2 separate regions of the Mus musculus genome follow, and region 2 is linked to region 1. The links are chromatin contacts, called in public HiChIP or PLAC-seq maps. All regions are on one chromosome and are shown on one strand. The core of a region is the stretch at or near the end of the contact, and the rest is flanking DNA. Distances in the headings are between cores, read along the strand shown. Region 1 overlaps Orc3 (origin recognition complex, subunit 3). Region 2 holds the start of Platr9 (pluripotency associated transcript 9).

Region 1 (7,496 bases), core at 2,181-4,680:
TCTTCTCTTCCCAAGTACCCACTGGGTCGACAGGTAAGTAAAATGTCCTCCTTGGGAGTCAACAAAGTCAGAATAATAGTACTTTCTTGTTTTGATTTCTCGATTGCTCAGGCATCAGACTTTGAGATGAAGCCAGCTCTTACAGTAAGAACAATCCATTCCAGCTGTTCACGTTACTAATAATAGAAAATGGCTTTGTTCTGAAAGTTAGAGCTGGAAATAGCCACGTGAATCCCAGTGCATTGTCTCCTCTGTACTTGTGCTGTAGTGTATAGCCTTGCGAATTTGGGTCTCTCTGTCTGTCCTGTGCATAGGGAGAGCTAGTTCTCTACCCCTGGGGAAATGGGAGATGGAGACTGTTTGAAAGTATTTGGTGGTTAATTTTACATTGTACCAAGAGTTAAAACAAACACAGTACTTCTGCTCTTTGCAAAATTATGCTGACGTGACCTTTTTATTATATCCCTAACCTACGAGCCCTGTGTGGGAGGCATGTGGATGGGAGAATAATTAATCCCCAGATCCTTAGATCAGATTAGAGATTGACTAGAACAATGGCCTGTGTGAGGTTCTGCTAACTTAGCTATTAAACTTTCAATCAGTTGTTTATTCCATCTCTAATGATACTTTAATTGCATCAACATGATGATTTTGCACAACTAGTAGCCTATAAACTTGGTATGTGGTTTTTATTTCTCATAAATCATATCCTACATTTCTAGATTAGGGAGCTGTATTGCACATGTTTAGAAAAGAAGATATGGGATTCGGAGGAGTACAAGTCAGCCTTGCAGCTGCTGAGGTAACTTCTGTTGTTCTTTTTTGTGTGTCTGCTTTAAGCCTGCCAGTATCACCTTCCTCCAGAACTCCTGTCTGCCCAAAAGCTTCCTGTGTAGCCTGTATGTAAGAATATTTAAACACCTTTTGAATTGATGCGTGCAGTCTCTAGTGGTGTTGATGCAGCAACCATCTATTTCTTAATGCCGTCTGTGCTTCCAGGGCACCTTCTCAGCACACAGCACGTGACAGGTGACTAGCATAGTGAGCTCTACATTCGGCCCTGAAGTTGCTCATATGATATAATTAGAAAACATTTTAATCTATTGATTTTGGGCCAAATGTAACCAAACTATCATTGTAAAAAGACTTCAGTTGTTTAGAGCCCTGCTTCCCCCACCCCACCCTCTCTTTTTTTTTCTGTTTTTTAAAATTTGGCTGTTTAGTGCATACCCAGCTCTGAGACCTCTTGTTTACCTTCATCACTTGAATGTGTCTGATTTGCACTCTTATTTTTTAACATTTTCTTCTCAGGGATCTAGGACCCAATTTTTTTGTGATACAGGGTAACAACTGATCTTAGCTGCTTTGGAGCCAAACTGAGACAGTGAAAGAACTTTAGGGTTCACAGTAAGGGAAAGTGGGGATGCATAGTGTTACTTGAGGTAGAAGGAGGCCATGGTGTCAAGGGGTCAAGTGTTGGCAGCCTTTAGTTAGATTTATAAAGTTTTAGGCATTGGAATCTGGAAGACATCAATCGTGAATGAACAGAAAGACAGAGATTTAGGGAGTGCTCAAGGAAGGCTTTGATTGTTTGGCATAGATTCCTATCTGAATTTAATTTTGGGTTCTCTTGTGAAGAAAAAGTTAAAGTACTCAACTGGTTTACTCTTTCAGTAGGTATCTCCTGGTTCTCATTTTCAGTATTTCCTGGAAAATAGATTAATCTTCAACAAGGGGACTCAGTAACATTCTGAAATCTCACATATGTGATAAACCTTGCAAAACTGTTTAATGGTTGTGGCTGTACTTTGCTATTGCATTTTAAGACCATGTAGGTATCCATTATTTTGAAAGTCATCAGTCTCCTTGAGTCCTTCCTGTAGGTATGGGTCACCGCCATGGAAATCCCTGTTGACCATGTAGCTGCCTGTGGAAGCATCTGGGGCATGCCCGTTTCCACCAACTCTCTTCCCTAGGGGACGTATACTGGCTGGAGCCCAGCCTTTGGAGATTTCATGGCCTCTGTTCAGGACAAACAACTTACCCAAGGAGTCCCTTTAAGAGAAAGGGACACACATTTACTGTGGTTTTGGGCCCTCTTAGCCTTGTTGCTGTTGGCCTCCAAGGTTTGGGTGCTGAACTCAGAAAGAAGGTCTTGCCAGTCTTGTAATTTTCACTTTCCAATCTGACTGAGTTTCCCTAAGTGATTAAAAGCTAACAAGTTAGGGACTGGAGAGGGGCCTCAGTGCTTGCTGCTCTTGGAGAGGACCTGGGTTCAGACCTCATTGTGGCTGGAAGCTCACTGGTGAGCTAGCTTAGCCCAAAACCTCAGGGTTTGGGTTCAGTGAGAGACCCTGTCTCCAAAACTAAGGTGGAGGGCTGGCTTTTCAGTTGGCTCCACACACATCGCAGCTTGAGCAAGTCATTGATAGCCATATAAAGGAGAGACCTGACATTCACAAGTTGTCCTGTGGCCTCCACACGTGCTGTAACATTCTTGTGCACACACATGTGCACTAACACAAACACACCTAAGTAACGGAGACTTAAAAAAGGGTGTGGAGCTGGAGCAATAGGGAGGACCCCTGCTGTCATCCCTTGCATGTATCCTACATACATACACATGGGTACTTCTACCCACACACTCATGTGCATTGTCTTAGGCACTGTTCTGTTGCTGTGAAGAAATACCAAGGCCATGACAACTCTTATGAAATAGAGCATTTATCTGGGGGCTTGTCACAGTTGCAGAGGTTGATCATTATCCTCTTGTGGGGAGAGGAGAAGGCATAGCAGCAGGTGAGGCAGCAGGAGCTGAGGGCTACATGCTAGTCCCTAGGCAGAGGAGAGGCAGAGATCATGACAGAGAGCACCAGTACACTTGGCACACACAGGCAAGTGCCTCGGTCTGGCATGTGCTTTGGAAACCTCAAAACCCACCCCCCAGTGACACACTTTCTCCAAGGAGGCCACACCTCCTGATCCTTACAATTCTTTTAGAATTCTACTCGGTGACTAAGTGTTCAAATATATGAGCCGTGGGGGGTGGGGGTGGGGCATTGTATTTAAAGTCACCGTGTGCATTCTCCTCACGCATGCAGATAGCAGTCACTTCCATAGTGAGAAAGGGAACCAAAATGAGAGGTAGGTTTTTATCAAGGTTTAAACTTTCCTCAGTAGGTACAAATGTGGAGGTAAACACAGTATTCAGTTATTTTCCTTTTGAGATAATGCCTCCTTGGGTAGCAGAGGCCCGGCCTTGAACTCAGAATCCTTATGCCTCTGGCAGTGTACATGCCACACCTAGCAACCGGAACTTGTTAGAAAGAAGTCTGTTAACTAGATTTATTTTTAGTCCTCATTCCCTGCATGCCCTGAAGAACAGACGGGCACCGTAGGACGTTACTTACTTTTTGTTGCTGTGATAAATCACCATGACCAAGGCAGTGTATAGAAGGGAGCTGCGGGGGTTTACTTTGTGGTGGTAGCAGGCAGCACTGCAGCAGGTGGCAGGCTTCTGGAATGTCTTAGTCAGGGTTTTTGGGGAGGAAAGGGTTTATTCGGCTTACACTTCCACATTGCTGTTGATCACCAAAGGAAGTCAGGACTGGAACTCAAGCAGGTCAGGAAGCAGAAGCTGATGCAGAGGCCATGGAGGGATGTTCTTTATTGGCTTGCCTCACCTGGCTTGCTCAGCCTGCTCTCTTATCACCACCCACAAGGGGCCTTTCCCCCCTTGATCACTAATTGAGAAAATGCCTTTCAGTTGGATCTCATGGAGGCATTTCCTCAACTGAAGCTCCTTTCTCTGTGATAACTCCAGCTGTGTCAAGTTGACACAAAACTAGCCAGTACATGGAACCACAAGGATTACAGAGCTGGCCTCCAGCTTCCGGTGCTGTGTTGTCTCCAGCAAGGCTGCACTTCCTCTGCCTCCCCAGACAGCACCACTACCTGATACTCAAATGTGCAAACACATGAACATACAGGGGACATTCTTACTCAAGCTGACCCAAATTCTAAAAACTGGAATACAATTATTAGTGATTTAGGTGCACTGTAACTATGAAACTGAAATTTCTTACTATATGGAAAATAAATCCCCAAAGAAATTTGATTTTCACTGAAAAGTTTTGTTTCTGAGGCAGGCTTTGTACTCCTTGCTGGTCTAGCTAAGAGGATTTAGTCCAGCCATGAGTCACTGCAGTTCCTCCCCAGTGCTGGGGTTACAGGTGCATGACACCATGCTCAGACCTTTTTTCCCCATTTTAAAAATGTCATTAAATTGTTTTTGTGTGTTTATAAATTTAGAATAGAAGGTTTCTGAGACTTTGCTAGTCCAGGATGGCACTGAGGTAAGCTGGTATTGCTAGGGAGTAAGCAAGTTTACCCCAAGTCACCTCTCCAGCACCCCGGGCAATTGATGCCTTGTGTTATAACTTTATTATTGGAATCTGTCATCCCTCTCCTCTTAGGTAGTCCCAAATTCATAAATTCATTGATGTGGAAAAAACTTACTCATAAAATTTCGGGTTTAGTAATCTGGTTGGAGCCCATAAATGTCAATCCAGTAGGGTACAGTTCCTGGACTATAGAAGTAATGCTGATAACAGGAACTGCCTTTTATTGAGCGAGCGCTTGCTGTGTGCCAGTACTATCGTAGGCACCCTGAGCACATTTTGCAGTCCAGTGCAGCACACCTTTCCGGCAGGTTAGTTAGCCACGTTTTCCCTGGGAATCTGAACCATAGAAAGGGACTAAGGGACTTGCATGAGATTGTTTCACTGCTAATAGGTTCATAATTCAGACTAAAAGGCGCGCGTACCTTCAAAATTTATTTGCCTAGATCTAAAGTGGAAGTTGGGGCTATAAATAAAGCAAAACCAATAAATACCAAGTATAGTTTCCATGTTTTTATTAAGCTGAGCTCAACAGCGCTGAGGATCAGACATAGCAGTTCTAACAAGGACTGGTACACTGGGGCCACCACCAAAGACACGTGATGGAGAAGCTTGCAGCTTCGCAGCAAATGTCTCCCTCCTGTAGACTCATAAGGCATGTACAAAACATCAGAGACAGTTTCTGCTGTTTGTATAAAGTCTGAAAAACAGCCTTTCCTAGTTGGCAGAACAGGAGCGTAAATGTAAATCTTCAAAATCTAGCATATTTTCTTTTGCATTCCAAACAGAAATGTATCTCATTTAGGTATGTCTTCCACGCTCAGAGGTTCTAAACGGTTTCAAAATGAGCCAGGAGTAATAGCTTCTGTGGCCTCCAACACCTCACTCACCACGACCATCTCAGCACATAGTACAGACAGAAAAACGAAACACTGTTCAGTCTACATGTCCTAAGTGCGTTGTTAGGAGCTTACTGCAAAACAAACTCATACATTGAAGTTGTCATGGATTCGACTCTCAATGTGGAATTCTAGGTCTGAATTTGGTGCTTAATTTCTTGTTGGCACCTAGGGGCGGGGGCATGTATGTGGAAGTCAGAGGACGACTCTCTGGGTAGTTTTCTCCTTCTACTATGTGAGTTTGCAGGGATCAAACTCAGGTTATAAAGTGCCGCCATTTCCCTGGCTCCTTTCACTGGCTCCGGCTGTTGACATAAGTCCTGTCTTAGTTAAGTTCCTCTTGCTGGGATGAAACACTATTACCAAAAGTAACTTGATGAGGTGCGCTAGTTTTCTACTTGTGCTACATGGCCTGTCCCTGTCTGTCTAGAATGCTGGCAAAGGATGAACTGGTGAGCATACTTCAGCGCTGTATTGAGGTTTTAGATTCCTCTACTGAAAAGCAGCTTGGCAACACAACACAGAAAATAAAGGATTTCCTGACCCAGTTTCAGAACCTCGATGGTAAGTGTAATATCCCGCCCTGCCAGTCCTTTAACCAGAGTGTCATCAAAACGCCTCGGTGTCAGTCAGCAGACCAGTCTCTGAAGGTAACATCTTAACAAGTGCAAACAGGCAAAGGCATTTCGCCTCTGGATTTGTTTTAAACAATGTAGAAAATCAAATGGAAGAACATCATTTTCATTCTTCAGGTGAGAATGGGTGGCAGGCAGTTCTCATTCTCTGGATAGACCATTCTGTACTCTTGCCTTATCTGGGGTGCTGTGACGGGGTGAGGAAAGAGGCTTGCCTCATGGCATCATGGAAATACCTGCTTTGGAATGTTTGTTTGACTCCCTCCTGTGGCAGATATTCCTTTGTCTTTAAACTCCTTTACTTATAGCAAGCTGTCTGTGTGGAAATGTGTCCTCAGACCCCTGTAGCTCCTCTGCAGGGGGTCTCTGACAGGTGCTCAGTTACAGATTAAGGTGGTAAGCAGTGCCAATTTGCTTCCTCCAAGTTATGTGTGAGAGGGAGCTCCACAGCAGTGACCCTGAACCATTTCACAGAAGTAAAAACCTTAAAAGTCTACAAGTTGAGATCATTCCAGCTACGAGAAACTCAACTCTGAGAAGAAAAGTAAACTGCTTTATACTTCACAGCTATTGATACAGCACACAGACTAGAGCCAATCTCTCTTGGCTTCCAGCTCAGTGAGTGAGTGTGTTTGTATGTGTGTGTGTGTAAGATCAGATCACAGTTGCACTCTCACCAATGAGAAGCAACTCTTAAGGACATAAAGAGACTGTAGATACCATAATTTTAATTAGAGTTCATGTAATGTGACCTAGCGAACAAATCCTATGATAAATTAGCATTAAGTGATTATCATTTTTCAAATGGTAAGGCTGAAGATTAAAATGTTTGACAACAGTATAAAGAATAGTGTTTTATGAATCAAAACAACACCATCCTGCTGATTTGTCTTTATTTCTTGGTTTAAAAAACCAATTGTTATTAATAACAAAGTATACTTAAAATTTTCACAAGAAGAAATATTTGGTTATTTGCCACCTATGGTTTCTTTACACTGTTGGCATATTTATTTTAATTTAGAATTAAATTGGAGAGGGTTAAATCAGGCTGGGTGTTATAATCAGTTTTAAACACGGTAATGGAATGGAATAAAATAAAGAATTTAGCTAGCAGTTATCCTAACCTTAGGTTATAACTTTCTAAAATCAAGAGTTATCTTCTGGTTCTTTAAGAATATACATTCTTTAGCTAATTTTTATATCATATTTGAACCAAATCATTGTCAGGTTCCCAAGTCAGAGCGAGTACCACATCCTCCTGCAGCATAGCCATACGTTTATATCAGTTAGGGGGACCTCTTCCTAGAGTTACTTTTATAGCTTTTATACACCTCCTTCCTTATGCTAAACGGTAATGAATCAAAAGCAGGACAGTGGAAGGTTGAGCGCAGGTGGATCGGAATGCTTCTAATCAAAGGGAAATAGTTTCAAGTCTGTATGATATTTTTATATAGGCTTTTGTTCTGCTGGCTAGAAACGCTTGAGTTCAGTAGCTAGTGATTGAAGATCTCACTACTATATAAACAATGTAATATGTATTGCCTTCAGCTTCTGGAAGGAGC
Region 2 (7,496 bases), core at 2,856-5,355, 330 kb before region 1:
TTAGATTTACCTATACTGTTTGGATTATGTTCTGCTATGATAAGCTTCTTTGGTTCATGAGTCTAACTCATCATCAATGTCCTGCAAATATACATCACTGGCCTGATTAATCTGGTCAGTTTACTTCAGTATCTGGAGTACAAGGAAGGGATGGGGGAGTCCTATCTTTATAGTAACTTAAAACAAACAAACAAAGAACAGAGTCTCACTATGTAGCCTGTAACTCAATATATAGACCAGCACACAAGGTCCTAGAATCACACACCAGCAAATCTAGCTGTTCATTTTCTAATCAGCCCATTTGCCTTCCTCAATGGTACTCTATAAAGTGTGACCCATTCGCTTATATATTTTTAAATTGTTTAATGCGGGGTCAAATTATGTAGCTCTGGCTGGCTTAGAACTTGATATGTAGGCAGCTGGTTCAACCAAGTTATTTTTCACATAATCTCAAGATCACATAGTCTTCTATGCCAAACCAACCTACTGCATAGTTCCTGAATGTTGGAGTTGGGCTCCAAAATATGGATATTTAATATTGCTTTTCTGAAGCCTAGTGTGTATGTGTGTGTGTGTGTGTGTGTGTGTGTGTGTGTGAGAGAGAGAGAGAGAGAGAGAGAGAGAGAGAGAGAGACTTTGGAGGCCAGAAAATTGTGTTGGATCCTCTGGACCTAGAATTACAGACAATACAGGAGAGACACGACTCAGTTTGTCCCCTGACCTGTCTATGGTAACTGTGACACACATGCCATGCCTTCCACTCACTAAAAGCAAATAAATCAAACAGTATCTCATATATAGTTCCTGCTCCCCAATACACAAAACAGAGTTTAAAAATGATTGCTGGAGAAGGGTTGCAGTGAACAACAAGGGAAGAGAAGCCAGCAAGAGGCAGTCAGGTTCAAAGAAATAGAATGAAATCCACATGGTCCCACATTGCAGTACATTTCCTCACTGTGCCAGAGACTGGAACTGGCATATGTGTCTAGCAGAATAGCAGCATCTCAGGTCAGCAATGGAAACGCATGGAAGTGTATTTTGTCTTGTGTAGTTTTTTTGAGACAGCATTTATATAATCATGGTTCCTATCTTTCCCATGTCCCCAGTACATCAGTAAAAGTCTATTCTATTCTCCCCTCTTTGGGTGATCCATGTGTCTACACACACACACACACACACACACGCACGCACGCACGCACGCACGCACGCACGCACACGCACACGCACACACACCCAGCCTTTTAGCTATACCTAACCTCTCTGGGTCTGTGAATTGTAGCTTGGTTATCATTTACTTAGCAGCTAATATCCACATATAAGTAAATATATACCATACTTATCTTTCTGAGTCGAGGTCACCTTACTCAGAATTCTTTTCTAGTTCCATCCACTGGCCTGCAAATTTCATGTCATTTTTAAAAATAGCTGAGTAATACTCCACTGTGTAAATGTACCACATTTTCATCATCTACTCTTCAGTTGAGGGACTAGGTTGTTTCCAGTTACTCACTATTACGACTAGAGGAGCAATGAACATGTTGAGCAAGTGCCTTTGGGATAGCAAGCATCCTTTGGTTACATGCCCAAGAGGAGTATAGCTGGATCTTGCAGCAGATCAATTCCCAACCTTCTGAGGAACTGTCCTATTAATTTCCAAAGTGACTATACATGTTTTCACCAGCAGTGGAGGAGCCTTCCCCTTGTTCCACATCCTTGCCAGCATGAGCTGTCACTGTGTCACTGATCTTGGCCATTCTGACAAACAGAAGATGGAATCTCAAAGTAGTTTTGATTTACTTTTTCCTGATGGCTAAGGATGCTGAACATTTTTAAGTTATTTGTTTTTATTTCACGTGCCTTAGTGTTTTGCCTAAATGTATGTTTGTATGTCGGGTTCCCAAGAACTGGAGTTGCAGAGAGCTGCAATCTGTCAGTGCATGGCAGGAACTAAACCCAAATCCCCTGGAAGAGCAGCCAGTGCTCTTGACTACTGAGCCATCTCTCTAGCCCTTGTTGAACATTTAAGTCTTCCTCAGCCCTTTGAGAACCTTCCAATGATAATTCTCTGTTTAGATATGTACCCCGTTTTAAAAACTGTATGACTTGGTATTTCAATATCTAGTTTCTTGAATACTTTCTTTATTTTAAATATTAGTCTTCTATCAGATGTGGAATTGGTGAAAATCTTTTCCCATTCTGTAGGCTGCTGCTATGTCTGATTGATAGTGTCCTTTGCCTTATAGAAGCTTTGCAGTTCCATAAGGTCCCACTTATTAACTGTTGATCTTAGTGCCTTTGCTAACAGTTTTCTGTTCAGAAAGTTGTTGCCTATGCCAACGTGTTCGAGGTTAGCTCCCGCTCTGTCTTCTATCAGGTTTTGTGTATCTGGATTTATGTTGAGATTATTAATCAACTTGAACTTGAGTTTTGTGCAGGGTGATAAGTATGGATCTATTTGCATTCTTCTACATGCAGACATCTAGTTTGACGAGCATCATTTGTTGATGATGCTGTCTTTTTTCCAGTGTGCATTTCTGACTCCTTTATCAAAAATCAAGTGTCTATAGGTGTATAGATTCAGGTCTGGGTCTTCAATTTGATTCCATTGATCAACATGTCTGTTTTTATGCCAATACCATGTGGTTTTCATTACTATAGCTAACTAGTACAACTTGAAATTGGTAATGGTGGAACATCCAACAGTTCTTTTTTTGCTCAGGGTTGTTTTATCTATTCTGAGTTTATTGCTTTTCTGTATGAAGTTGAGCATTTTCCACTCCACATCTGTGAAGAATGGTGTTGTAGTTTTGATGGTAATTGCATTGAATCTGTAGATTGCTTTTGGGGGTGGGGAATAAAATATTTATCTCTTTGGCTTTGCAGAAGTGTTATGAGTTTCATCTGTCAGTCGTTGCCCTGGATCCCTGGGCAAATGGAGTCCTCTTCAGAAAGTCTATTCACAGACCTACACTCTGTAGGGTTCTGCCTGTATTTTCTAACACTTTCAGTGTCTCGGGTTTCACATTTAGGTCTTTGATCCATCTAGAGTTACTTTTGTGTCAGGTGATAGAAGCATGTCCAATTTCATTTTTCTATACTTGGGACTCCAGTTTTCCTGGCACCATTTGTCCAAAATGTGGTCTTTTCTCTGCTGTGTCATTCTCAGTCATTGTAATCAATGAGAGACCCTGGCAGGGGTTGTGCACAGCCCTGGGAGTGCGGGGTGGGACTGAGCATGTGCAAAGGCAGGGAATGACTGGAATTCTTCTCTATCATATGCTGAATTTTGTGGTAGATCTTGAAATCTTTAAGATGCAAAAGTAGAGCCCTAATAAGCAAAACACACCAAAGACCAGCCAGCTTCTAATTCTACCCGAACGTCCTGTTTCATTTGTTACTCTTTCTGTGTGGATGAGAATGTGGCGTGACATAGGTCCCCAGGAAAACCCGACTGAACAGAAAACTGTGTGTTGTATGTGAGAAAGAAACCAAACCAAACCAAAAACAAAGAGACAGGCAGCAGGAGAACCTGTGATAAATGTAGGTGAATTTGCCTGAAATTTCTTAACCAAAGTATAATTTTCATTGTAATATTATCCATATAGCCTGTAACTTTTTTTTTTTTTAAAGAACTACCAAACATCTGCAGCTCTTCACATATACTGCAACGGAAAGAAGAAAGCTGTAGAAGTCACCTGCCCAGGCTTCTGGAGCTAGTGACAGGTGGAGGCTAACAGCTCCTGCTTTTACTTCTGGAGTTCACTAAACATCACCAGCTGTGGAACTGGGCAAGGAAAATGTCCTCCTTAGGGGGCTTGAGCTGGCAGTTGTCAGCAGGAGAGGAACAGACAGAGTTGTCTGTCACTGATCTCTGCTAGTCTGTCCTCTCTCATAAATTCACTGCTTAAGTGGCACTTTGTTGTGAATAGCCCTGGGGCTGATTATATTTGATGTTAATTCCATTCTCCAGTGCGTGGTTGTGAACAAGGAATGAGTCAGCACTCAGGTGATTTCCTGTAAACCTGCTTCCCACCTTAATTTGTAAAATAAAGGAGAGCTGTAGATTGGGCAGATAAAAGGGAAAGTGGATCTTTGGTGAAGTTTAGCTGGCTGTAATTCCACATACAAAGTTAAGGTTGGATTCCGGGCTGAGGCTGGGGTTACGATTGTAGCTAATTGGGTTTGGGGATAGAGTTGGCTTTGGTGCCTGGGTTGTGGTTGTGTTAAGTGTAGGGGTGGGTGGGTTTGAGGTTGGTGTTACGGTTAGGGTATGGGTAGGCATTTGGGTTAGGTTTGAAGTTGGTATTGGAGACTGGGTTGGGCATAGGGTGGGGGCAAGTCTTGGGATGGGCTTGAGGTTATGTTTAGAATTGTGCTTGGGTGTGGAGATGGCCAGGGGTGGGATGGGGTTTAGGGATGTGCTGTTGGAGTTGGGGTTAGAGTAGAGTCGGAGATGGTGTTAGAGTTGGGATTGTGTTGGCTTGGATGTGAGATTGGGGTTGGTATTAAACTCGGGGTTGGGGTAGGGATTGTGGATAGCACTGGGGTTAGGGTTATAGTCGTGCTTGATATTGGGGTAGAATTGAGGCAGGGGATTGCTTGAAGTTAAATTGGAGTTGTGTTTGGTGTTGTCAGGTGTGCTGTCTGATTCTTATGTCAACTTGACCCAGGCTAGAGTCATCTGAGAGGGAGGAACCCCAATTAAGAAAAATACCTCCATAAAACTTGGCTGTAGGTAAGCCTATATATAGAGCATTTTCTTAATTAATGAAATAGCCAAGGAACAAGCAAGGCAATAAACAAGGTCCTGTGATCACTCCCAAGGTCACTGTTTCTAAGGACAGTTTCTCTTCAGGGTGGCCAAGTTATCTTAGCCTACTTCACTGTCTTAGCCCAAAGTCATATTCATGCCTAAAGCCTACTTCTTTGTACTAGCCTAAAGTAAGATTCCTCCCTGAACTTTCTTCCCTGTTCTAGCCTAAAATCAGATTCCTGCCTGAGCTTACTTCCTCGTCCTGGCCCGATGTCAGATTCCTGCCAAGGGGCCCCAAAAGCTTTCCACAAAACTTTGTGTGTGAATTGATCCGGAGCAAAGTCTGTTAGTGTCATCTACCACTGTACCTAGCAGTGGAGACCAGTCTGGCTACGTACGATGTTTCCTCCTAATGGTCACAGCGTCAACTTGGCCGATCAGGATGATCATGGGGATGATGCCCCATTACAACCTGAGCATCCTTTCAATTCCCCCTAAACATAGGATGATCTGGGGCTGGAGAAATGAATGGCTCAGTGGTTAAGGCACTGACTGCTCTTCCAAAGGTCCTGAGTTCAAATCCCAGAAACCACATGGTGGCTCATAACCACCTGTCATGAGATCAGACGTCCTCTTCTGGTGCGTCTGAAGTCAGCTACCCTAAGTCCCAGAAACTAGGCCTTAAGACAGCAGCTCCAGGGACAGACCATAAAATCCAGAAAAAGATCATAAAACCCCCTCCCAAAGAACAGCCTGGGGACAACCTCAAGAATGGGGAAATAGCTTATCTCATAATAGGCCATCTTCTAAGGGCAGTCCTATTTTATCACATGATATAGGAATGCAGACCACCGATCACCTGTGACCCTCACCCCCAGTACCCACCAATGAGATTTTAGATTACCTAATCCTTCTAGAGAGCTGCCCCATAAAATGTTCTTCCCTATAAGAAGGCCTGTGTGCCTCTGTCTGGGGTCTAGAGAATGGTTGCTCCCAGCATGCTGGATTTTTCTGAAGAATAAATGTTCTTTATTTTTGCATACTATCTGAGTCTGGGGTCTTCCTTCAGTGATTTTCATACCCTTACAATACCAAAACCAAACAATGACCAATCTTCATGTGTACTTTGATGTGTCTTAAACATTTTTTAAATTTATTTTTATTTTTATTGTTTTTGGTTTTTTTTCGAGACAGGGTTTCTCTCTGCAGTCCTTGCTGTCCTAGAACTCACTCTGTAGACCAGGCTGGCCTTGAACTCAGAAATTCACCTGCCTCTACCTCCCAAGTGCTGGGATTAAAGGTGTGTGCCACCATGCTTGGCCCCTCGATGTGTCTTAAAAAGTATACTCAGCTGTTTTACCTTTTACTGTGGCACCTGGAATGTATACCAATCTACTAAGGAACTGATTGGTTAGTCAGTGATAAAGCAATATGTTTGTGACGGGTAAGATTTATATTTATGTATTTTCCACTTTTTTTTTTTGTTTGTTTGTTTTGTTTGTTTTTTTAGGTTTTTCGAGACAGGGTTTCTCTGTGTAGCCCTGACTGTCCTGGAACTCACTCTGTAGACCACGCTGGCCTCAGAAATCCGCCTGCTTCTGCCTCCCAAGTACTAGGATTAAAGGCGTGCGCCACCACGCCCGGCTGTATTTTCCACTTTTTTGTCTTGCTTTTTTGTTTTGTTTTTGTTTTTGTTCCTGTTTTTGTTTTCTTGAGACAGTGCTTCTCTGTGTAGCCCTGGCTGTCCTGGACCTTACTCTGTAGACCAGGCTAGCCTCGAACTCTGCCTGCCTCTGCCTCCCAAGTGCTGGAATTAAAGGTGTGCACCACCACTGTCCACTTGTCTTGCTTTTGAGGCAGGATCTCATGTGGTCCAAGCTAGCCTTGAACTCCTGTGCCCCCACCCACCAAGTGTCACATGTGCTGAAACTAGACGCATATTACACCATGAGCAGCTTGGTATTAATTTTTGAAAACGTTACCTGTGGTGGTTATGGCTTTTTGTTTTGTTTTGTTTTGTTTTGTTTTTGTTTTTCGAGACAGGGTTTCTCTGTGTAGCCCTGACTGTCCTGGAACTCACTTTGTAGACCAGGCTGGCCTCGAACTCAGAAATCTGCCTGCCTCTGCCTCCCAAGTGCTGGGATTAAAGTCGTGCATCACCACTGCCTGGCTGGTTATGGCTTTTTAAAAAGAAGCTTTTAATTTGTGTTTTAAATTTTCAGGTTCTTTTAGGGACAGAACTTAGCAATAGCTTTAATTTCAATCATCAATAATAGGACTTTATGGATATCTTACGGTCCTCAAAGTAAGGTTCACAGTAGATATTAAAGCTCAGGAAATATGACTGCAACCCCCGGACAGAACTCTGAAGCGCTTTGTTAGTCTGCTTGCTTGCTTTTGGTATTGAGGGTTGAACTCAAGACTCTGCGCATGCTCCTCTGCAGAGCAATGTCCTTGGCCTCAGCACTTGGCTAGAACTGAGTGAAAGTGCTTGGTATTGCTCCTCCCGCACCCAGGCTGCTCACTGACAGCTTGCTCTTGTCATGTATTCATGCACACCCAGAACTGCCTGATTGTGTAATGTAAAAACATCTGGTCTTCTGGAATTTTAGAGCAATGTCTAATTGTCGCTGAGGACAGTGATGCCTGTCCCCAGTCATACCGCCCGACTAACAGAGACTTTATTTTGGGAAGGTATAAACCAAGTAGAAATTTTGGGCTTAGAGAGACTTTGCCTTCCCCA

What was found. HiChIP or PLAC-seq counts read pairs in DNA pulled down with a chosen protein or histone mark.
Region 2: an H3K27ac HiChIP or PLAC-seq map of embryonic stem cells shows a contact between it and region 1, with 2.2 times the contacts expected there. The contact joins the promoter of Platr9 here to the enhancer-like site in region 1. A contact is called at or near these places in 1 of 39 promoter capture datasets (embryonic stem cells), 2 of 15 datasets of contacts at CTCF or cohesin (large pre-B cells and pro-B cells), 7 of 484 Hi-C or Micro-C datasets (the HPC-7 cell line, the P5424 cell line, cardiomyocytes and 2 more), 4 of 115 datasets of contacts at active chromatin or transcription factors (all in embryonic stem cells) and 3 of 9 other capture datasets (adipose tissue, embryonic stem cells and liver).

What each region holds. Positions count from the first base shown.
Region 1 is chr4:34,578,110-34,585,605 of GRCm38.p6, reverse strand. It overlaps Orc3 (origin recognition complex, subunit 3), which reads left to right. Exons shown (of 20, transcript NM_015824.4): 12 at 1-33; 13 at 723-802; 14 at 5,730-5,863. Among named protein-coding and RNA genes, the nearest start is that of Akirin2, 31 kb to the right of the region's middle. Within about 2 kb of position 3,430, at least 54 of the 459 cell types and tissues checked have an H3K27ac peak or open chromatin away from gene starts, as enhancers often do. A contact at or near this core is called in the HPC-7 cell line and embryonic stem cells, where this site is marked.
Region 2 is chr4:34,908,090-34,915,585 of GRCm38.p6, reverse strand. Platr9 (pluripotency associated transcript 9) reads left to right here and starts at 4,105. Exons shown (of 3, transcript NR_040652.1): 1 at 4,105-4,135; 2 at 4,636-4,735; 3 at 4,978-5,797.